2 separate regions of the Sus scrofa genome follow, and region 2 is linked to region 1. A link is a contact called in public Hi-C data. All regions are on one chromosome and are shown on one strand. Each heading gives the region's core, a stretch centred on a gene start, on an enhancer-like site or on the middle of the called end of the contact. The rest is flanking DNA. Distances are from core to core; before and after follow the strand shown. Region 1 overlaps RAB30 (ras-related protein Rab-30). Region 2 holds the start of PCF11 (pre-mRNA cleavage complex 2 protein Pcf11).

Region 1 (6,782 bases), core at 50-2,549:
TCTTTTCGAGCAGCTTTCACTGTTGTCCTTATTTTAGCATCTTATACCCTTTACTCTTTGAATACCTGGCGCCGCCAGTCCTGGGCTTGGTAAGGATTCTGTGGTTTAAATCAGTCGAATTCTCAGCTTTCCCTGCATCTGGTTTAGGATTCAGATTTCTAGAGTCTGCTGAGTCTGTTACTACTTAGTCATCTCCTTCTCAAATTTGACACCATCACCTTCTCCCCTCTTTCTCTGTCCGGAACGGTTTTGTTATTAAGAGAAAAGCAGGGGATGTGGGGTTCTCTTGTGGCACAGCAGGTTAAGGATCTGGCGTTGTCACTGCAATAGCCTGGGTTTGATCCCTGGCCTGGGTACTTCCACATGCCACAAGTGCATCAAAAAAAAAAAAAAAAAAAAAAAAAAAAAGAAGAAGAGAAAGAAAGAAAAAGAAAAAAAGCAGGGGAGTTCCCACTGTGGCTTAATGGGGTGGGCGGCGTCTCCACAGCACTAGAACGAAGGCTGGATCCACACAGTAGGTTAAAAGGATCTGGCCTGGTAACTCCATTTGCTGTGGGGTGGCCAAAAAAGAAAAAAAGATAGAAAAAGCAGTAGTCGGTGAAATTAGATGCAGCTGTGCAGTATACCACCTTCTTGCGAAGATCAGCTGCTCTTTCTCTTTCTTTCAGTTTTGGTCTGCCCAACCCTATTCTTCTCAAACCCAGAACCCACTTATTTATGTACAGATGATTGACTTATTTGCCTGGAAAACTCCTCTCCAATCTTGTGAGAATTAAGAGGAATCAACATGTTTTAACATGTCTCTCTTCTGACCTTAATCCCAGGCAAAATTAAGGAGTCCCCGTGTTTGTGCCTTGCTAACATTTTGCATGCACCTCTCCTTCTAGCATTGTTTGCCTGCACTCTGTGCTGCATTGCAGTTTGTTTACCTGTCTCTCTTCTGTATTGCCCTGGGAAGGACTTGTGAGTAGGACTATGGTTTGTTTTCCTCTGTACCATGAGCACAGTGCCTTGCTCCTGGCAAACACTTGTGAACCCCCACATTGGGTAATTGAACGCTATGCTTCCAGGGTGGGGACAAGCCAACAATGTCCCTTTCCTTCTTGCGGGCATGACTGTTTGGTAGATAATTAGGAGCAAAACATGCCTTGTCCGCTTGTTATGCAACGTTGTTCCCTTTGCTTTCAAGTCTGGTTTTTTTTTTTTTTTTCTTTTTCCCCAGTCAGCTGGTTGGAGAGGGCGGGAGGACGCCTCTTAGGGGTGTAAACATCCTACCAAAGAAGGAATAGCCTCACTCAGAGATCCGTTGTTTCCCTCCCTTGATGGAGAGGCTTGTCATCTGTGTCGTGCCTCTCTCTAGAGAAGGAGGGAATTTGTTCTTCTCTTGACAGCTACTTAGTTCTGCAGGGTCTTCCATGGCCTTTTTCTTTTGGACATGATGCCAGGAGAATTTACTAAATTGCCGACTATATAGTTTTTTAAAAATCTACTTTAAGATACTGTATTTAAGAAGTTCTGTTAAAAATGCAAATATATAACTTTGAAAGGGTAACACGACTCGTTCATTTCCTTTTCTTTTGGGCTGCACCTGTAGCATGCCGAAGTTCCCAGGCCAGGGATCGGACCTGAATCACAGCAGTGATCAGGTTGGATCCTTAACCGCTAGGCCACCAGGGAACTTCAACTGGTTGTTTCTTAAAGTATGATCCTCAAGATGCTATAAATATCCTCTGCAGGGTGGGGTGGGTAGGGGGGAGGTAGAGAAATAGAGAACTTGTAGCCAAAGAAATTTGGGATGCTGAATTAAACAAGCTTCAATAGGGTTCCTTCAAGTCCTCTCACAGCCTTGTTACTGTGGGTTGTGAGTCTTCTAGAGGGGTGTGCATAGGCTCAATTTCCTAAATTTATTTTACGTTTCATCTGCGGAGCAGGAGCATTTCAGTCTTGTGTTTTGTCGACCACGTACAACCCTGGAAACAACGCCTCAGCCAGCTTAAGTCCATCCATTTGGAAGGCCACTTCCTCGAAAGCCTTCCCATCTTCCTCCAGAGATATGTGGCCTTTTTCGTCTTTGAATTGTACTGCCTTTATTTGTTTAATTGTCTCCCTACCTCTTTCTTACCACTAGCAGATCATAAATTCCTTGTACATGTTGTGTCACTTCCACTGCATCTGGGATGTTGCCTTGCGCAGAGATGCTCAAGAAATGCTTGCAGTACTGCATTGGTGCCTTCACTGAGTCATCCTCAGAGTTCAAAGAGCCCTGGCAGGAGTGGGAACCCAACACAGGTCTGGAGCTTGGGACCCTCACCACTCAGGGGTCTGGATCAGGGAGAGGGCTCATAGCAAAGACACAGGGCCAGTGTAAGAGCCTGGACTGGAGGACAGAAAAGAAAAGCCAAATTTGGACATGTTGGAATACAGATCAACTGTATGAAAGGCCTGTTGTGTGCCAGACACCCTGGTAAACTTTGAATATTTAAACTTAATCATGACCTTTTGAGGAGGTGTTATTCTTCCCATTTCATAGATGGAGAAATGGAAGTCAGTACCTTTGCCAGGGATACAGAGATGAGTAAAGCCCAGTTTTTTCCCCCAAGAAACCTTTGCTTTATGGAGTAGGTGGTCCTATAAATAAATAATTTCCATCAGTGTATGTGGAGAAGGGGTGGAAGCTGACAAATCCAGGATAGCTTCCAGGAGGAGAGCGATACCTCAGCAGGGTGGGCTAAGAATGCGGCGATGGCAGGGACGGAAAAATTAAAACATGGGGGTGAGAAATTTCATGAGGAATTAATTGTTATTGGAGTAGAAAGTATGAAGTAGGTGAGCAGTGAGGATGGAGAAGTCACCAGGAGGTAAACTGATTGAAGAGCTTTGAACTTGACTTTGAAAACCATGGAAGCCATTGTAGGGTTCCTACAGTAGAAGCTTCTTCTCTTCAGTAGAAGAGCCAGCTTTCCATACCCAGGTGGTGTGTTAGGTAGTATTATTTCCATTTTCTAGACTGGGGACCTGAGGCTCAGAAAGTGACTTGCCCAAAATCACTTAGCTTATCAGAGGTGGAGCAAGGCCACAATTTCAACTCAAATCCATATTGGTCTTTCCACTACTGAGCTGCCTCTCAAAGTAACAATGGCCAACAATTTCATTGAGTTTCGTACAAAAAAAATAATAATACACACACACACACACACACACACACACACACATGTTTTGCTTTTTAGAGCCATACTCTTGGCATATGGAAGTTCCCACGCTAGGGGTTGAATCAGAGCTACAGTTGCCTGCCACAGCCACAGCCACAGCCACGGCAAAACAGAATCCTAGCTGCATCTGCAACCTACACCGCAGCTCACAGCAGCACTGGATCTTTAACCCACTGAGCAGGGCCAGGGACGGAACCCGAATCCTCATGGATACTAGTCAGGTTCGTTACCACTGAGCCATGATGAGAACTCCAAAGGTACTCTTATGCTCACTCTGATTTTTGAATCAGAGAATAGTTTTAAAACTTAATGTGGTCAGAGACTTCAGGTCTTTGGAGCAGGAGCCACCTGTTCTTGCTTGGCCTTGCAGTAAACCTTTCTTTGTCATCCCCTCCATCCCCTTCCCACCCCCAAAAGAGAATAGCTTAATGTGATCAAGAGCTAAATTTACACGGGAGTAGTACTTAGTGCCGTAACGATTCAGGAAGGAGAAATCAGGGAGGACATCATGGGGGAGATGGCATCTGTGTTGCTCTGAAGGAAGATGTAAACTAGAACAGAGAATGAGAAGCCAGGGGAGAGAAGGATGAGGCCGAAAGGGGTGGGGTTGTGCCACCATGTGGTAGAGCAGGAGTAGGTATGGGAAACAGAAGACAAGAGGCCACTTCCTAGCCCAGCCATAGTCGTTTGCTTCCTGAGATAGCTATTTAAAGAGGAAAGAAATAAAATGAGTTCCTGCTGTGGCATGCATCTCTGAAACACTGGGATGCAGATTCGATCACCTGGCCCTGCAGAGTGGGTTAAGGATCTGGCATTGCTGCAGCTGCAGCATAGGTTGTGACTGCAGCTCAGATCTGATCCCTGGCCTGAGAACTCCATATGCCATGGGGTGGCCAAAAAAGAAAAAAGAAAGAAAGAAAGAAAGAAAGAAAAAAAATGATCATGTACCTTCATTTCCATCTTTGCTTTTGCTGAGTATAAACAAAGGACTAAATTTTTTTTTTACTTTTTTTTTTTTTTTTTTTTTTTGTCTTTTTGCCATTTCTTGGGCTGCTCCTGCGGCATATGGAGTTTCCCAGGCTAGGGGTCTAATTGGAGCTGTAGCTGCCAGCCTACACCAGAGCCACAGCAACGCGGGATCCGAGCCGCGTCTGCAACCTACACCACAACGCCGGATCGTTAACCCACTGAGCAAGGGCAGGGATCGAACCCGCAACTTCATGGTTCCTAGTCAGATTCGTTAACCACTGCGCCACGACGGGAACTCCAGGACTAAATTTTTAAAGTATTTTTACTACCTTGTTATAGTCACTAGATAGGTTATTCCCTGCAGTGTTCTCCCTTACTCTGCACTGTGAGTGGTCTCAGTGTCCTAATCCTCTCCTCAAGCCCACTTTGTACATGACTGGGCAACAGTGGAGGCCTCTGCTGCTAGTAGGACCTCAGCCAGATGTTCACACATAAAAGACATTTGAGAGAAAATGCAATAGGAGAATTCTTATGGTGAACAGACCTTGCTCATGAAGAAGGAGCTGTGCATCTGTGTTAACTCTCCCAAGTTGTCCTAAGATTTCTTCTAACTCTATTTGATTATCTTCAGAGCCTGGAGTCGGGATCTATTGCAAATGCTACCCTGTTATATTACAGTCAATGGTGTAGTGGAATGAAGATGCACGTATGGGTCAAAACAGACCTGGGTTGGTGTCCCAGCTCCCTGCCTACCAGTTCCTTTACCTTTTGGCACATTAATAACTGTGTTAAGACCAAGTTTTATAGATCTTTGATCTTAGAATTTACTATCATCTCTGATAATCCTTAGTAGCAAATAAACATCTCTAAGATCTCTTACCTGAAAACACCATCCTGCCCTCCCCCAAATTCCAGCATGTTTTCTCATTTTGTCTCTCAAATGTTACAAAATAAGCGCATTACTTACTTTAAAACTGTCACATTATTTCCCCCTCAAGCCATCTTCTAATTTCCCTGTTCCCTTTTTCAGTGGAACTTTGTCCATAGTTTTGACATTGACTGCTCCCCTCACTCTAATCTCTTCTGTCCTTCCACAGGGACTGTTCTTGTCTGTGTCAGCCAGTGACCTCCATGTGGCCAAGTCAAAGGCCTCTGCTTTGTTTTCATCTTACTCTCTCAGCAGCGTTTCACAAGGCAATCTCTGTTTTCTTTGACACTCAACTTTCCAGGGTCTCTTCCTGCCTCTCTGGTCTCCTTTTCTCCTCAACCTCTAAATGGCGAGGTGCCTCATAATCTGAAAGGCCCCCTTCTCTCCTCTGCTTATTCACCCTCCATAGATGTCCTCTTCTAACCCAGCTTTCTGTAACATCCATTTGCTAATGGCCCTCAAGCCTACAGCTCATCTCAGACTTTCTCTGGAACTCCAGACTCCTAGCCAGATAGATGTCTAAGAGACATTGCAAATTTAACGTGGTTGAAAGAGAACTCTTTAGTCTCTACCGCAAACTTCTCCTTTCAGTTTTCCTCACCTCGGTAGGCGGTGTAGTACTCCCCACAAGTGCTCAAGCCAAAATCTCTACACATAACTTTTTTTTAGGTTTTTATTTTTCCTATTATACATTGTTTTGTCAATTTCTGCTGTACAGCAAAGTGACCCAGTCATACATACATATAAATATATATATATATTCTTTTTCTCACATTATCCTCCATCATGTTCCATCACAAGTGATTAGATATAGCTCCCTGTGCTGTGCAGCAGAATCTCATTGCATATCTATTCCAAATACAATAATTTGCATCTACTAACACAAAACTCCGAGTCCATCCTCCTCCCCCCTCCGCCAGCAACCACAAGTTTGTTCTTCATGTCCATGAGTTTGTTTCTTTTCTGTAGAAAGGTTCATTTGTGCTGTATATTAGATTCCAGATATAAGTGATATTATGTGGCATTTGTCTTTTTTTTTCTGGTTTACTTTATTTGGTGTGAGGGTCTCTGGTTCTATCCATGTTGCTGCAAATGGCATTATTTTGTTCTTTTTTATGGTTGAGTGGTATTCCACTGTGTATATATAGCACATCTTCTTAATCCATTCATCTGTTGATGGACATTGAGGTTGTTTCCGTAGGCATGATTTTTGATTGCTTTCTTCACCATCATCATCCAGTTCTTCAGTGAGCTCCATCCTCTCTATCTGCAAAGATATTCCCCAGTGTATCTCCTTCCCTCCATCTCCACTACCAGCACCCTCGTCTGAGCCACATCATCTCTCACCTGGAGTATCTGCAATAACCTCTGAACTAGTCTCCTTGCTTCAATTGTATCTATATCATAGACCCTTCATTATAGGGAATAGAGAAATCTTTGAAAAATGTTAGTTGTTTTATGTCACATTCCTAATCACTCCCTGAGGTGGCCTCCTTTTGCACTAAATGAAATCCAAACTCCTTACCTGCTGGCCCAGCTCTTTGTGACCTGCCCCATGCCTGCCTCTTAGCCCTCTTCTCCTTGACCTTGCACCCAGCCTTATTGTTCTCTTTTTGGTTCCTTAACATGCCAAGTCCATTCTGGCTTTAGGGCCGTTTTCACTAGCTATTCCTTCA
Region 2 (7,109 bases), core at 3,741-6,240, 130 kb before region 1:
TTCCTTCTGCAAATCCTTTGTCTTCCTCAATGTAATACTAACCAAACCATCAGATACAATGTTACAGAAGGAATTCACAATCTCTAGGTATAGGAACTCACAAGACTTTCTTCTAAATACTAAGAAGGGTAGAGAGGGAGTATTTCCATATTAACCTAAAGCAATTCACTGATCCAACATTCACACATGCCTAGAACTTTCACATAAAATACATTTCAACAAAATAATAAAAGGAAACATTTCCAGGGGGAAAAAAAAAATCACAAAAGTTTCAGGCATCAATCGTAGGTTGACATATCCTATAGGAATGTTTTTGGTTTGTTTTTTGTTTTTTGTTTTTTTTTTTGGTAGAAATAGTCAACATCCTAAAGCCAGGAACCTAAACAATGAAATTTGAAGTACCCTTGAGATAGCTTCAGATCTTTTTGCCCATATATTCTACTGATGAAACGTATCTGCCAATTAAGTGAATAAACCCAATCAAAAAAATTCTAAAAGCAAACCCACCTATTCTTGGATTAATGCAAAACACCTAGACTCTGCTTTAAACATAAAACACCAACTTTAGCATGGCAAATGTCCAAGACAATAAAACATTTCACCACCCAAGAAAACCCAACACAAAGGCAAGTATTTATTTAATCAGGAACATTTTTTCAAAATTCAAATGTTTCTAAATGTATATATACCTTTTCAAACACACAAATAAATGTTGCAACTAGATTTTTAGTAAAGGCAGTGAGATACTCTCTTCCAACATTTTTCACGATAGAATCCATAAGGTACATAACAGGAAGCTTCTCTGAGGAAGGAGCCTAAAGTAATAAAAAAGAAACTGAGAAGTTTAGTATAGAGAATTGCCACCAAAGAATTATTTTTTAAAATGAGTTTTTAACCTAAATACAGACCTCTATTTTGTTGATATACTTTTGAATATTAACCTTTATGAAACGTAAGTGTTCAAGTTCTCACCTCTTAGAATGACCTTTAGAGTAAATTAAGGTCAGAACTATTAGAAAGAAAAACCAGTCTCCAATACATTCATTTAACACTCAATGGAATTTCAGATTCCTATGGTTAAATAAAACAAAACCAAACTTTTTTTAAGTGACCAAAAAAGGGAGAGGGTATTTTCTGTAATCTAAGTGTAAGCATTGTGACTCACATTAACTTAAGATAATGTACCTAGATTCAATGAAACAAAAGTTTTTAGACTTCTGAAAGAAATCCTAATTTCCATAGGCATACTTTATATGTTAAAGTCTATGAAGCTTTTGTTACCTGCAAAATCATTAGGATTACTTCTCTATAATCCAATGAATAAAGAAGCTAAATACACTTCGCATATGAAGTTAATGGCAAAAAAAATTTTAAACTTGCACATGAACATGCAGGAAGGTGCAAGTTGTTACTGATACAAGAAAAACTGGATGGAGCAGCCGCTGAGTCATGTAAGTCAGGTTGAACTTGACTCTGGAAACCAGGATTTGTCCTGAAGATTTTCTTCACAGCACAGACTCCGTCGAAATTTTTCCTCTGACACGCACAAACCAGGGGTTCTAAATTTGTGCAGAGCCAGTGTGATGATGCCGATACAGGTGGCCCTTTCCAAAGCAAAGCAATGTTGCCCCAGCTCAACTGTAATGCCTATCCATCTCTGGCTTTTAGAAAGCACAGCAAGTTTCCAGAAAGCATCAGCAGGTTCACAGACTTGTTGAGAAGCATTAAGACACACCATATAAACTGTTAACTCCCATTCCACAGGAGCACTCACGATTTAAAAACAAAAACAAAATTAGCCCCATTTACCCTCCCCATGTGTATAGGAAACTTAACCCTGAACAACTCTTACCCATAGCTACCTGTAGCTAGGGTAAGCACACAGTTCTGCAGTACACAATGCCGTATTTCACAAAATCAATTGCCCATACAAGTGTGTGGAAGTGCTCTTGCTTCTGATAACACCTTTACAACCAAAGTTGACTACGGAAACCTTTGAATAACTTTGTATGAAAATTTTCTTCCACGGTACTATCAATAAAAGGGTTTCACAAGGCCATTGCATGTGGGTAAACTATTAAGTACCAACATGTTAACTACTTTATTGCTGTGTCTTTATCTTACCATGTCATGTTTTATATCATTTTAGTCATTGTTGTACTTATGCAGATAAACAGGATCTCTTTAAAACCAAAATCTGTTCAGCAGCCTAACTTTTTATTGTACAAGTGAATCCTTATATGTAATATTTTTTCCCTACTACTGCCTCATGGGAGGAGTCAAATTAAGTGTGAATTCCTAAGTTTAGTAATGCTGAGACGCTAGAGAATAAGGACACAAACATTCACCTCCAGAAACACAAAACCAAGCCAGTTTGCTACCAAAGGACAGAAAATCCCTCCCCTCACCCTCAAGCCCAACCCTGATTATTTCCCCCAGTGACTTTTACATCTTTTCCTCAATCTGGCTTTACAAAAATAACCAGGAAACGTGTGCCAAAATAATTTCAGCTGTCTTTCATCAGCAAATAGTCCATCTATTTTCACCACTCTGTGTAGCCATACACAATACAAATTTTAATGTGGTCACTATATTCAGCATTTAGTTTTCACTTCTCAGAAGATCTTCTGGATCCATTAAAAATCAGCAAGGAAACGGTTCTTTGAGTGACAACCTGATCTGCTAAATATTAGTCTCTGTGGAAGATTAGTAATCTCAAAAATGCTAGGTAGGATTTTAAAAATCAATGTTTTCTTCTAAAAAAGTGAAATTTGGTTTTTTTAAAAAGCCATTTAATGTTAAGCCTTCAACAAGGCAAACACTAAGTTTTCATGTCCAACATGTTTGTGGTATAAAAACGATGTTGAGTATAAGGAATGCTTCCTTTTTAAATCTCGTATTTTAAAAAAATAGCTGTTTCAAACAGACATTCAGGGAAAGGTGAATAAGGACTTGTATTTTAGCTGTCAGACTGAGCATGACAAACTTGCTGGGCCTTTAAAAAAAAAGAAAAAGAAAAAAAAAAACTTCACTTTTTGTCCTCTTTAAGGAATGAAAGGACCACCTGAGACCGTGTATCTTGTGAACAGATTTACCCAAAACAGTGGATGGAACCTAAAGAATGAACCCAAGTCACTTAAAGACTTTGTTTAAAACACACAACCACGTAGATAAAAATAAATCTTGGAAACAAATCTACACCTTACAAAGGTAAATAAAAAAGACAAATACATATTTTATATGTTTTATTCACAAATTTTATAATACCAGTCACACATTTCAAAACCATTTATTAAAGTCAGACCACTCAGTTTTACACTAGACAGAAACCGCCTCTAAACAATATATTGGTGGTTGTTGTTAAAGTGGCCTTTTAAAAGGGGTTCACTCTGCTAAAAGGAGGCTCATCCTGATCATTTCAATCACTAACAACTAGAAAAAAAAAACTAAACCATAAGTACAAGCTTGAAAAATAACTTAAAACGTAGTACTGGGAAGCTATTAAAACTCATTATGATAACTAAGTTTAACAGTAACTTAAATGACATATCGCTCCCACATGAATCCACAGAAGAGGAGGACTACAGGGAAATATAGGGTGGCAGAGGACCACTGCTGTCAAGGGGTGAGGCAAAGCACGTCTTCACTCAGGGAAGGGAGGAAAAAAAGAGAAAAGGAAGAGGAGGAGGGACTGAACTTTTCAAAAAAAAACCTACAAGTACTTGTTACCCAGTGGGCCGGTTCTCCACCTACAGGTTGGGTAAGATCTCCTCCCCACCCCCACCCCCACGCCCCACCCTCAACCCCAATTTCCCGTATTTGGGGGCAAATGAGACCCTCCGACAGGAGAATACTAGTTATACCTAGCCGCCCCCACCCCAAAACGGGGCTGACGGGTGTGAGCAGCTGCCTGGCTGGCAGGGAATGGATTCTCCTCTCTTCCCTTTCGCATCATGTGCTTTTCAGGCGCCATGTTGGGCTCCTAACAGGCGGCTGCTCCACTCGGGGCCAGTGCCCTATTCCCACCCGCCAACAGCTCGCTCCCAGGTCCCCCTTCACCTCCTTCCAACCCACAGACACAATTACCCAAAAGGGTACGGGGGCGGGGGGCACGGAGGAAGATCCACTCCCCACCTTCCCAGGGGGTTAGAAAGGTTTTAACACTTACTTTCCCACATCGCAAACTGCCTTTTAAGCCTCCCCCCTCCCCAAACGGCTCTACTTAAAGCGTGTGCCTCGGGACAGACGGTGCGGTGGCCTAAATAGGGAGCTGGTAAGCGGAAGTGGAACTCCACCCTTTATCCTCCCCACTCCCTCCCTTCAAGCGAGGCCCACGCTCGAAGCCTGGGCCAAAGACCGAACCTGAGTTGGGGGGGGGGGTTGGAGAGGAGGAACACTGTCCCCCTTTGGACGGAAGCGAGACCTGGGATGAGGCTGACACTAAAATCAGGGAGTATTAGAAGAATAGGAGGCTGCGGGGTGTATAAAAACCTTGGCGGTTTGGGCCTCGATGAGAGAGACGATCTCCTTGGCGAAGGGCAGGTTCTCCTCGGCTAGAATGGTCAGCATATTGATGTGCGGTTTGCTATTGAAGGTCAGGTCTTCGAGTGATGACTGATAATCCCGACAGGCGTCCTCCCGGGCCCCCGCAGTACCGGCCTCGGCCGGCGTCTGCTCTGACATTGCGCCGCGGCCCCCCTCCGAGGCCCGCCGCAGCTGAAGCTGAAGCCGCTCTCGATACCCCGCCTCCCTTCCGACTCCTCTTCCTCTCCCCTGGTCTCTCGCGGCTCCGGCTTCACCACATGCTGACCGCGGAGGGGGGTTGGGGGACGACACAGGGGGAACCTCGGGTATGAAACGCCGCCGTCTCACGGGTGGTCTCCGTCCACTTCCAGCCGCCACAGACGCTTCTTTCTCCACAGACACAAAATGGCGGCGGCAGTGGCGGCTCCAGCTCCGAAAATGTCTGTGTTCCCAACCGCTGCGTCGTGCGAAATGAGCTAGGGGAGGGGAAATGTGCGGTAAAAGGGCGGGGCCGTTGATAAAGCCGGGCGTGATTGGCTAGTCCTGAAACGTCACAAGCCCCGCCCACAGCCCTTCCGCTGAACGTTCTGGCACCGCCTTCTTGTCGGGATCCTACCCGGACTTTCGCAACACTTACGGCTTAGAGGTGGGGTGGAAAAGACTGCCCCTCTCATTGGCGGATTCATAAGGGACTGTTCGGTCATTTGTTACCATAACAACCCACTCAGGGAGGCCAATAGTCCTGAGGGAGGCTGTTCCCGAGGCAAAACCCAACCAGTTTAACAAGAAAGCTCAGCGGCTCCACTTCGACCCTCCCTCTGCAACGTCCTAGCAGCTGAGCTGCTCCGTCAATCATCCTCCCTTCCGCCTGCCGGGCGGCCCCTGAGCGGGGTGGGGGTTGAGCGAGGAGGAGGCTTTTGGCCGGCCCCGCCCCCCCTCTTCGACTCAGGTGCTCCCGAGAGCCTGGGCGGGTCCTGCTGCCGCGGCCCACATACCCGGCCTGGGATTGAGACCTGGAGGGAGGCGCCGGTTTCAACCGGAACCTTGAGAAGGACCACTAGAGTCAGCTTTAATACACTGCTTGCCACTTCCACAAACAAAAACACCTCCGCCAGCTTTCTAGAGTTGAACCCCTAGGAAAATGCCTTTATTTAGAAGGGGTGCGTGTGTGTGTGTGTGTGTGTGTGTGTGTGTAAGGCTTTTCCATAAGGGTTTTCAGGAAATCTTTGGGAAGCCCACTCAGCTCTAGGAAAGGTTGCTCACAACAGCCACACCCACCCCGGAGCGTGATAACTCTTCTCTCTCGATCTTCTGCACCTCGAAACACCCTTAGAATATGCAATTTGGGTCAAATAGGAAGAATTACGTATTTTACTTGTAGGGATCTTTTCCAAGGTTTCTAAAATCCCTTTTTGGAGCTTGGAAATGATGCTCTCAAAACACAAAGCTTTCAAATAGTTCTGCCTTGAAGCTGCAACATAAAACATTAAACTAAAAAGGTATTTTTCTCATTGAGATAGTAAACTAAATTTAGGCTAAAAAAATTAGATATTAATTACGTAAAATGTGCTTCATTGTCCTTCTTAGGCTACTAGGCTCAGTAGAGATACTTTTTTGTTCCTCAGAAGAAATCGCTCTTAGGAAATAAATGAAGTAATTCCTTTATTTTCCCATAAAAAGTAACATTTTCACTTATTTTTGTTTTGTTTCTGGGTTTTTAGGAGCTTTATTGAAAGTAATTGAGATACGATAAACTGCACATATTTAAAGTGTACAAGATTTTGTTCACATTTATTTTTCATTTATTCTTAATGTGATACCACATATGAATGAGAGGTAAAGCCTGGGGAGAAGAACTTGTCTTTTGTTATTTGAGGCTAAGAAATATTGTTGTATAGGTACTTACGGATCTCAATTTCATGCCATTGTTAGTGATGATACGTAGATATTATAGACACATTTTAAATTAAGCAACTGTCCAAGTTCATGTTTTCTGAAAGGAAATGCCCGCTGTAAAATAGTCCTTGTGGTAGTTTTCCTTGTAATTTTACTTTTTTATTTATTTATTTTTTTTGTCTTTTTTTGTCTGTTGTTGTTGTTGTTGCTATTTCTTGGGCCGCTCCCGCGGCATATGGAGGTTCCCAGGCTAGGGGTTGAATCGGAGCTGTAGCCACCGACCTACGCCAGAGCCACAGCAACCTGGGATCCGAGCCGCGTCTGCGGCCTACACCACAGCTCACGGCAACGCCAGATCCTTAACCCACTGAGCAAGGAAGGGCAGGGACCGAACCCGCAACCTCATGGTTCCTAGTCGGATTCGTTAACCACTGCGCCACGAACGGGAACTCCTTTTTTTGTTTTGTTTTGTTTTGTTTTGTTTTGTTTTTGTTTCCTTGTAATTTTATTTACTTTTATTTTTATTTATTTTTGTCTTTTTAGGGCCGCACAGGCAGCATATGGGGTTCCCTGGCTAGGGGTCGAATTGGAGCTGTAGCCACTGGCCTGTGCCACAGCCACATCAATGCGGGATCCCAGCTGCCTTTGGGACCTACACCACAGCTAACCACAACTGGCATCCTTAACCC

Evidence for each region. A called contact is a pair of places that touch in the nucleus more often than the background predicts.
Region 2: a contact with region 1 is called in a Hi-C map of liver, with 3 times the contacts expected there. The contact joins the promoter of PCF11 here to the enhancer-like site in region 1. A contact is called at or near these places in 3 of 47 Hi-C or Micro-C datasets (embryonic fibroblasts, heart right ventricle and liver) and 1 of 2 datasets of contacts at active chromatin or transcription factors (skeletal muscle).

The regions. Positions count from the first base shown.
Region 1 is chr9:17,166,233-17,173,014 of Sscrofa11.1, reverse strand. The region is part of intron 1 of RAB30 (ras-related protein Rab-30); the gene reads left to right. Among named protein-coding and RNA genes, the nearest start is that of PRCP, 35 kb to the right of the region's middle. Within about 2 kb of position 1,299, at least 35 of the 83 cell types and tissues checked have an H3K27ac peak or open chromatin away from gene starts, as enhancers often do. A contact at or near this core is called in liver and skeletal muscle, where this site is marked.
Region 2 is chr9:17,295,750-17,302,858 of Sscrofa11.1, reverse strand. PCF11 (pre-mRNA cleavage complex 2 protein Pcf11) reads right to left here and starts at 4,990. Exons shown (of 16, transcript XM_021062577.1): 1 at 4,492-4,990; 2 at 690-815. The coding sequence starts at 4,683.